Regions from separate parts of the Mus musculus genome. Here regions 1 and 2 are each linked to region 3. The links are chromatin contacts, called in public promoter capture Hi-C maps. All regions are on one chromosome and are shown on one strand. The core of a region is the stretch at or near the end of the contact, and the rest is flanking DNA. Distances in the headings are between cores, read along the strand shown.

Region 1 (2,700 bases), core at 9-2,508, 530 kb before region 3:
TCCAGGTCCCCCTTTGGATGTCAGCGGCGCCCCTGTTTACCCGCCCGGCTGCCTTCAGCCCACTTCCCTTAGCTGCGGCGGGGGAGGAGATGGTTAAAGATTACAATGTGGCCGGCGGCACTTCAAAGGGCGGTTCGGCCAGCCAAAGGTAAAGATAACGTTCTGGCAGCTCTAATCGGGGGTTTGTGGTTGCCACATTTTAATCACTTTGTTTAAAAAAAAAAAGGAAGAAAAAAAGAAAAGAGATTTCACCACACTCCAGTGTGTGGGGGGGGCGGTGTGTGCAGAGCAGCACCCCCCCGGGGGGGGGGTTGAAGAAGTTGTGTTTCTCTTGCAGGGAAAGTTTTTCAGCCCAGACGCAGAGGTCGCGCCTGTGAGCAATAGGACAGCCTGCCCTTGGGTCCCAGGTCCCTGAGCACAAACCCCCACTCAGCACACAAATGCGCACATTCGGAGGGACTGGTCCTGCGTCCTGCCAGGCGCGGCACTGCAAAGCAGCCTGCGCACCGGCTCTCTGCCCCAGTGCGCTTTAAGCTCCTTCTCCCAGGGTACAGAAAGCTAGGCTCTGCTCTGTCAGAGAGAGAGACACGTGCCTTTCTCTGGAGGCACAACAGGTCTGGTCAGAATGCCCTTGGCAAACTCGCCTGCCCCCTCCGGAGCAGGCGTGTGCCTGTGGGGAGCCCCAGCCGAGGTTTCCCACCTATACCCCATCCCTTTTGAGCTCGGTGCCCGCAGCGAGGCGGGGGGGGGGGTCACTTACAGGTAGGAGGTGAAGACGCTGAGGTTGGAGGGCAGCTCCGAGAGCCCCAGGTCCGAGCAGTCCACCCTGAGCAGCATCCTGCCATCCAGCTCACAGTGACAGTGTGATGGGCAGCCCCGCGGTATCGCATCTGGTCCCGGTGAGCTGCCGGCGGCCACCAACTGCAGCAGCGCCAGCAAGGACAGGAGCATGTGGACGCAGGAGGTGTCCATGGTGCCCGAGACTGGGAGCAGAGAGCAGGGAGCCTGTAGAGGGCAGCGCCGGGGCTGATGCAGAACCGAGGCGCTCCGGGCTCTTCTCCACCGGCTTCTGCAGCTCACCAGACGTCTGCAACCCCAATGGGCGTCTGCCGGGTCGTAGCCCCGTGGGGACCGCGCAGAGAATCGTGGTCCCACCGGCCTCGGGAGCCCTCTCTCTGAAGTCGCCGCAGTGGCTGTGAGCGTTGTTGCTGCTGCAGGCGGTCTGAGCTGTGTGCAGCAGCATCTCCGCTCGCACGCTCCTTTTTTAAAGCGCTCCAGCCAAATTGCGCGCCCAGTGACGTCAGCGCAGCCCTGCTTTCCAGGCACCCCGAGCCCGGCCTCGCTTTCCCTCCTCCCTCCCACCATCCCTGGACCCGGCTGCGCGGGCGGCTGGCAGCCTGAGGTCTTGGGGAGTGCTGGGCGCTTCCAATGGGTGGGTACCTGCACCCAGCGTCCCGGGCCCGGCAGGGGTCCCCCACCTGCACCCATCCTCTACAGTTCCTGGGTACCCGCGACTGAGATGTGAAAGCTAAAGGGGACTTGCTTCAAAACAACCTAAGGGGACACTTAGGGACTGAAAGATAACACAGGCTTTCTCTGGTCCATGTCAGATAACCTAGGGGGATGCATGCAGTGCTTGTTAAAAGGACCAAAATCTGATCCGAAAGATTGGCATCACAGAAGGAGAGCAGGAGTCCCCCGGGAAGATGGGTGGCCTTTTTGATCCTTCCATCAGGGCGCTGTCTGGCTCCCTCTTGCTCAACTATCAAAGCCTCAAAGAAATCGCTAAACAAATAAAACTAGTAAGCTGGTACTCCAGGGTCCTCCCAATTCACCCTGGACCAGGGAAGCAAACTGGCTTTAAAAAGGCAGCGGCCTCGGGGTGGGGGTGATATTCTCACGCTGTTCACTTGTGGAGGGATCTTAAAACCAAGAGCCACCCCACTCAGGTGAGTCTCCTAGGCCTCCTTTCAGACACCTTGGAAGAACACTAATGAAAGAAGGAAGTTCTTACACACCAACAGGGAATTCTGCTGGGAAAAAGGATGAGAAGAAAGAAGAACCTGAAGATTTGGTTCTCCCTCCCCCCCTCCATTCTTCTCTCCCTCCCTCTCACTCTCCCTCCCTCCCACCCTCCCTCCCTCCTCTTCCCTTTTTCCCTCCCCCCCTTTTGGAACTAGACCTCAGTGAAGTAAAAGTCGACCACACCTGAGCGAACAGCTGTGGATTTCAGGCCAAGCCTACTTTGCCAACTTTCCCCTCTGGACCACAGGAAGTCCGGTAGCCCTTTGGCATTCAAGTCCACCTAGATTTGATTCTTAGTCTGTCCAGTGGAATTTATCTGAGAAACTGAATTTTAAAAGCAGGAAGACTTTCCTTTATGTGACATATTTATCACCTTTTAGTCCTAGGAGTGGTTCCTAAACTTGCCTCTTCACCTGCCTGATATAGCCATATACGGATACATGCATATTTATGAACTTATATTATTTCATTTGAACCTATAGTCCGAGTATGGATTTTTGTTGGGTGAGGCCTGTTTTCAGTAAGTTTGTGTTTCTCCTTGATAAGGTTTGGGGGACGGACACACACACATGCACACACACACACACACACACACACACACACTTGCAGAGCGCAGTCATGGTCTTTCTCATCTTATTCATTTATTAAGGGAAGAAATCACAGCCTAGGATCTGG
Region 2 (2,700 bases), core at 99-2,598, 620 kb after region 3:
CTGCTTTCGGAAAAACAAAGGCTCCCAGGGGCCTTGTGGCTCTCTCTCTCCAAGCGCGCACTTCATGAACTGTTTGGGACTGTGGGATTGCAGCTCAGTTTCTCTCTCCATTTTTCCACAGTCCTTGTTGCGTCTCCTTGTGAAGCCTGACTTGCTGGGGTTTGGGAGTGGGGCGCCGGGGGAGAAGAGGATGCCAACACTCACTTGAACAAGGGCTGCTCTCAGTCAGCTCGTTCAGATTACACCTCCAGTGAAAGATACTGAAAGTACTGGGCATTCTCCTGCCGTGAGCTTTGCGGAAATGATAGGCTGGCAACCCAAGAGAATAAGTTCAAGGCTAGCTTCACACGGGGACTGTAGGCTGCAGAAAAGTGCCGGCAGCTTAGGAATGAAGGCTGAGGGCAAGAAGGGCCAAAAACTCCAAGCGCACAAACTCCGCACACCCCAAAAGATCTGAGAGAGTATTAGAAAGACAAACGCGCCCCTTCTAGCTAACAGATGAGAACACACAGCCAGCCGGACCCGTTGGGAGGGAAAAGCGACCTGTGGCTGCTGTAGGTGGGAGAAGAAAAATCAGGAAACAACTTCAGCTTGAAAGAAGAGATGTTAGACACAAAGTAGTAAGACTAGCAGACGGTTCAGCGGCCAATCACACTGCTGCTTCCTTCAGTTTAAGGGGAAAAGGAAGTTACCCAAAGATGTTGTTTGCCCAGAATAAGAATTATAAGAGTATTGTATATTTATTTATTTTAGTTATTTTCAAACTGAACAAAGCGATACTTTCATCATCAGAAAGAGATGTTGTAATTGTGTTCTCTGTAAGAAATGTCTAGATTCTCTCTTTTTCTTTTTTTGACTTAAGCCCGGTGATGCACGTTTCTGTTTGTAGTTCATAAAGATCCTTTCTGTCTTTCACACTGACTAGTGGAGCCCTCAGAATGAACCCGTGGCCTCCATAGGGAAAGGGAAGCCTTTTCCACGGGAGGTTGGTGCTACAGGAGACCCCCTCCCATCTAATTGGCCTTGAAGGTAGTGTGTTGTTCAAGGTGAGCCTGCGCCTTACTCCTGTGGGAACCTGCTTTAGCTGGGCTTCCCTCTTCAGGCTGTCCCTTACCCTGCGGGTGGCCTAATAAATACAACTCCTTCATGGAACCTGACCCACCACCTCATACCTGTTTTCAGGCTGGCTCTGTGACAGAAACTGGAGAGGGAGGAGGAACGGGAAGGAATTGCCAGAGCAGGACTTGAAGAGTTAGGTAGACCAAGCTAGGAGGCGGGGGTGGGGGGTGGGGATAGGGGGGTGCGGGGGGGGGGGGGGTGGTGGGATGAGGCGGTTGGCTCCGCGCCTGCGCTGTAGAGGTCCAGGTCTGTGTACACAGGATGTCTGCAGCCTGGTCCAACAGCTGTCTATATCTCAGACCCAGTTGTGCCTTCTGCTCCTTGTTTTGCCTTCTCTTTGCTTGTAATGGCGAGCTCCCACACACACTGTGAAGGACTCTTTAGACCAGATTGTCTGTCTTTCTGCTCAGCAGCTCCAGCTGCCCGAAGGTGGGATGAACCTGTCTGCTCTGGAGCCAAAACTAGACCATCCCTCTCCCAAAATTTGCATCCTAAGGAGAAGCCTCGCAGCTTGGTCTCAAATAGAGTATAATTCTATGTATTCTTAGAAAGGGGGACACCCCACCCCACTCCCACCCCAAGCCAGGCCTGATAGTCTTGATTGTACGTTTTTTTTTTCCTTTAATTTTTTTTTTAATGAGTGCTTTAACTGAATGTAGACCTGCATATCAGAAGAGCAGAAGAGGGCATCAGATCCCATTACAGATGGTTGTGAGCCACCACTTGGTTGCTGGGAATTGAACTAAGAACCTCTGGAAGAGCAGACAGTGATCTTAACCGCTGAGCCAGCTCTCCATCAGATGTGGGGACTTGTAATCTTAGCTACTTGGAAGGCTGAGGCAGGGGGATTGAAAGTGCCAGATCTGCCTGGGCTACAGAGTGAGTTTCGGGGTCAGCCTAGGTGACCTAGCAACATTGTCTCAAAATAAGCCCAAAAATCTGTAAAATCAAAAGGTGAAAAGAATAGGAATATCTCTCTGTGGTAGAGAGCTTGGCTCACACATCTAAGTCCCTGGATTCCATGGTTCCATTCGAGAGAGAGAGAGAGAGAGAGAGAAGGGGGGGGCAAGGTAGGGGGGAACTTCTCTGGAGGAGTGTGTGAATTAGAATTTAATAAACAGATGGCTTTCTGGATCTATGAAAGACAGAGATTACAATACCTACACAAAAGGCTTTTCGGGTGTGAAGTGCCACAGTGCACATAACTAGCCCAGTGCTACAGAGAGAGTGGGGGGGAGACACGAATGTATCACGTGAGAAACTCCTGTGAACACAGCTAAAGAAAATTCGTTCCCTTAGTGTCCTCTCTCCATTTAACAGCTTTTTCAGTCTCCCGTCCACGTGCCCTTCCCCCTCCCTGTTTCATCTCATTCTGCCTCTGTCTCCAAGCAATCGGGAGATGACAAGTGTTTGTGGAAAGATCCACACCCTGATTGGAACAGCTGCCTTCTCAAGTGGGCCTGACTCAAAGGTGCCCACAGGACAGTGAAAGAAAGGCACAGCAAAGGTTCCCCTCTGCCCAGTGGTGGAGCTCAAGACCAGCGAAACCAAGAAAAATCTTCCCAACTTCTTAGTCAAGTC
Region 3 (2,700 bases), core at 86-2,585:
ATGACTCTTGAGGGTCAGGTTTTCCAATTTTCTGAGGAGATCTTTCTGCCTCTGTGCTTTGGCCTGGATCTCTTGGAGTTTTCTCTCCTTGGAATGAATCAGCTTCTGAATTCCAAGAATTACTGAACTGCTACTTTCATTAGCTTCACACAAGCTAAACTCAATAAACTTGGCTTGTAGCTCTCTTTCCAGGTCTTCTTCAGAATCATCTTCCTCTTCTTCCTCTTCCTCCTCTTCATCCTCCTCATCCTCATCCTCTTCTTCCTTCTCCTCTTTTTCTTCTTCCTCCTCCTCATCTTTATTCTCTGGATCATCTTTGCCACTGCTGGAATCACTGAATGTGCTCTGAGGCATAGCACATGCTGATGAGGTATGATCACCTGCTTCAGGGGGCAACGGAACGTGTGAAGTGCAGGTTTGACTTGGTACTGCCTTGGTTTCATCATCAACAACGACTTCCCATCGGCTGCTGATGGCTTCAGCATCTGAGCGCAGCAGCCTCTTCACTTCCTTTTCCACATCTTTGGAATCAATGTAGGCCCTACAGCTTTCTTCGCCTTGCTTCATATCGGCGGGCTTTTTTGTTGGTTTGCGAAACCGTTTCTTTCTGACGTTCTTAAGTGGTGGAGTAATGCCATGCTTCCAGATATATTTTCCCTCTGCTTCCTTTTTGTTTCCCACTACAGTAGCACCAGCAGAGGTAGCTGGCTCTTCTGGGGACGTGTGGGGATCACCATCATCGGCGCTGCACAATAGCATCTGGGACACATCGGCTGTTTTATAAAAGGTTTTCCCATCGTGCGTTTTCAGGCTTCCAATAACACAAGGCAAATCGACAAGTTTGGCAGACAGTGAGACGCCATCTACCTGAACGACGGCACGGCGTGAATCGGGAGACAAGTCGATTTTTAGTTTCTCTCTCATGGCGGCATTTCCAGAACGGATGATCTTCCTGACCGCCGAAGCCTGTTCTGGGGGCAGCCGCAGTATGAACTGGTTCTCGAGTTCGTGAGGCGGTTCATCTCGGCTTTTGCTCATCTTGTCTCTTGGGCTTATCCGCGCCAGAGCTGAGGTGAGGCCGTGTGGCCTGGGGTCGACCTTCCTTTCCTGTGTCCTTGGGGGGGACAAAGGCTGGGCCCCGCGGGGCTCTGAGGGCTGCGGTGAGGCCGAGGCGCTTAGAGTTCAAGTCTGCCCTGCCCAGGGAGGCTCAGTCAGCGCGCTGGCCCCTGGCACCTCGTTCCTGTGTCCCGGGCCACCAGGTAGGCAGCTGGCCTCTAATGGCTTCCCCACACCTCGGCAGGCTTCGGTGGCCTCCGCTGGTAACCGCAGGGCCTCTGCACGTCACCTCGGGCCTCGCAGCCTCCTCGAGCCTCTGTTTGCCTCTACACCTCCTCGGGCCTCCCTAGTCCTCCACAGTCCTCCGCGGGCCTCGCGGCCACCCTGCACCTCAGGACACCACCTCAGGCCTCGCGGCAGTCCTGGGCCTCAGGACGCCACCTCAGGCCTCGCGGTCTCCACGTACCTCTATGTACTCCTCCACAGTTCTCTATGCGCCTCCCTGGTCCTCCTCGGTCGTTCCTGGTCCTCCTCAGTCGTCCCTAGCCCTCCTCAGTCCTCCCGAGGCCACCACAGGCGTCTGGCAGCCGCTTAACGGCCAGCGGTGAGCCTCGAGGCAGCAGACGCGCTTCTGCGTATGGACAGAAACTCACTTTGAAAAGGACCTCAGGCTCCGAGCACGCACTTCCGGTCATAGGCTTCCGGCTGAAGCACCTAAAGGCTGCTGTGTTTCCACCTAGCGGGACCTTCTGCTGCCGGGTTACTCCGGTGTTCTTTGTGTGGATTTCTTGTTTTGTTATTGGGTTTTTGGTTTTGTTTGTTTGTTTATTTTTATTTGTTTAGTTAGTTAGTTAGTTAGTTAGTTAGTTAGTTTGGTTTTTCGAGACAGGGTTTCTCTGTGTAGCCCTCGCTGTCCTGGAACTCACCTTGTAGACCAGGCTGGCCTCGAACTCAGAGATCCGCCTGCCTCTGCCTCCTGAGTGCTGGGATTAAAGGCATTTATTTGTCACTTTATACAGCAAACGCTGTGATGTATTTGATTGCCCCATGAGCTGTTAGCTTGTCGGTTGGCTGGGACTGTGTGCTGACTATCAGAATTTTCACTAAGCCCCCTCCTCACTAGCTATTATTTATTTATTCATTCATTCATTCATTTCAAGACTTTTAGACAAGGGCAGGAAGCTATATGGGCTCAGTGCTAGATAGAGATGTCCCAATCTAAACAGTAGCCGGTTATTCCAAAGGTCACAAATATGGGGAGGGGAGTAGGGATCTTTCTTAAACAACTACTTCATCATGGTATAAGTCGTAAATGCCAACCCAAAAAAAAAAAATTAACATTGGGAGCTGTTAGCTGGAAACTATAAGAATGGCACAATGACTCTTTACCCCTAAACAGCCCAGTGATAGATCACAGAAACCAGAATACAGAATTCTCTTTTCATCATCAAAGAACAACTACTTACTTCTGGAAAATAAAAATATTTTACCTCTGGTAAATACTATTTCCCAACCTATAGCCTCTAATTGTTTCTATGCAGGCCTTTATAGAGAAAAAGAACTGAGGGAGATCTAGTGAGAGCATGAGTCTATAATCCAGTGGGGTTTATTATTGTTGTTTCCCTGGAGAACGAGGACAACCTA

The links. Promoter capture Hi-C pulls out the DNA fragments that hold promoters and counts their contacts.
Region 1: a promoter capture Hi-C map of 3T3-L1-derived adipocytes shows a contact between it and region 3, with 13 times the contacts expected there. The contact joins the promoter of Lgr5 here to the promoter of Taf7l2 in region 3. A contact is called at or near these places in 10 of 39 promoter capture datasets (the 3T3-L1 cell line, 3T3-L1-derived adipocytes, embryonic stem cells and 5 more), 1 of 484 Hi-C or Micro-C datasets (embryonic stem cells) and 1 of 115 datasets of contacts at active chromatin or transcription factors (stem cell-derived neural progenitor cells).
Region 2: a promoter capture Hi-C map of liver shows a contact between it and region 3, with 2.7 times the contacts expected there. The contact joins the promoter of 4930579P08Rik here to the promoter of Taf7l2 in region 3. A contact is called at or near these places in 4 of 39 promoter capture datasets (the 3T3-L1 cell line, hippocampal neurons and liver).

What each region holds. Positions count from the first base shown.
Region 1 is chr10:115,586,522-115,589,221 of GRCm38.p6, forward strand. Lgr5 (leucine rich repeat containing G protein coupled receptor 5) reads right to left here and starts at 1,259. Exons shown (of 18, transcript NM_010195.2): 1 at 761-1,259. The coding sequence starts at 972.
Region 2 is chr10:116,727,905-116,730,604 of GRCm38.p6, forward strand. 4930579P08Rik (RIKEN cDNA 4930579P08 gene) reads left to right here and starts at 1,349. Exons shown (of 3, transcript NR_131036.1): 1 at 1,349-1,548. 1700030O20Rik (RIKEN cDNA 1700030O20 gene) reads right to left here and starts at 1,273. Exons shown (of 3, transcript NR_045345.1): 1 at 1,173-1,273.
Region 3 is chr10:116,112,582-116,115,281 of GRCm38.p6, forward strand. Taf7l2 reads right to left here and starts at 1,336. Exons shown (of 1, transcript NM_001161855.1): 1 at 1-1,336. The coding sequence starts at 1,038. The region is part of intron 2 of Ptprr (protein tyrosine phosphatase, receptor type, R); the gene reads left to right.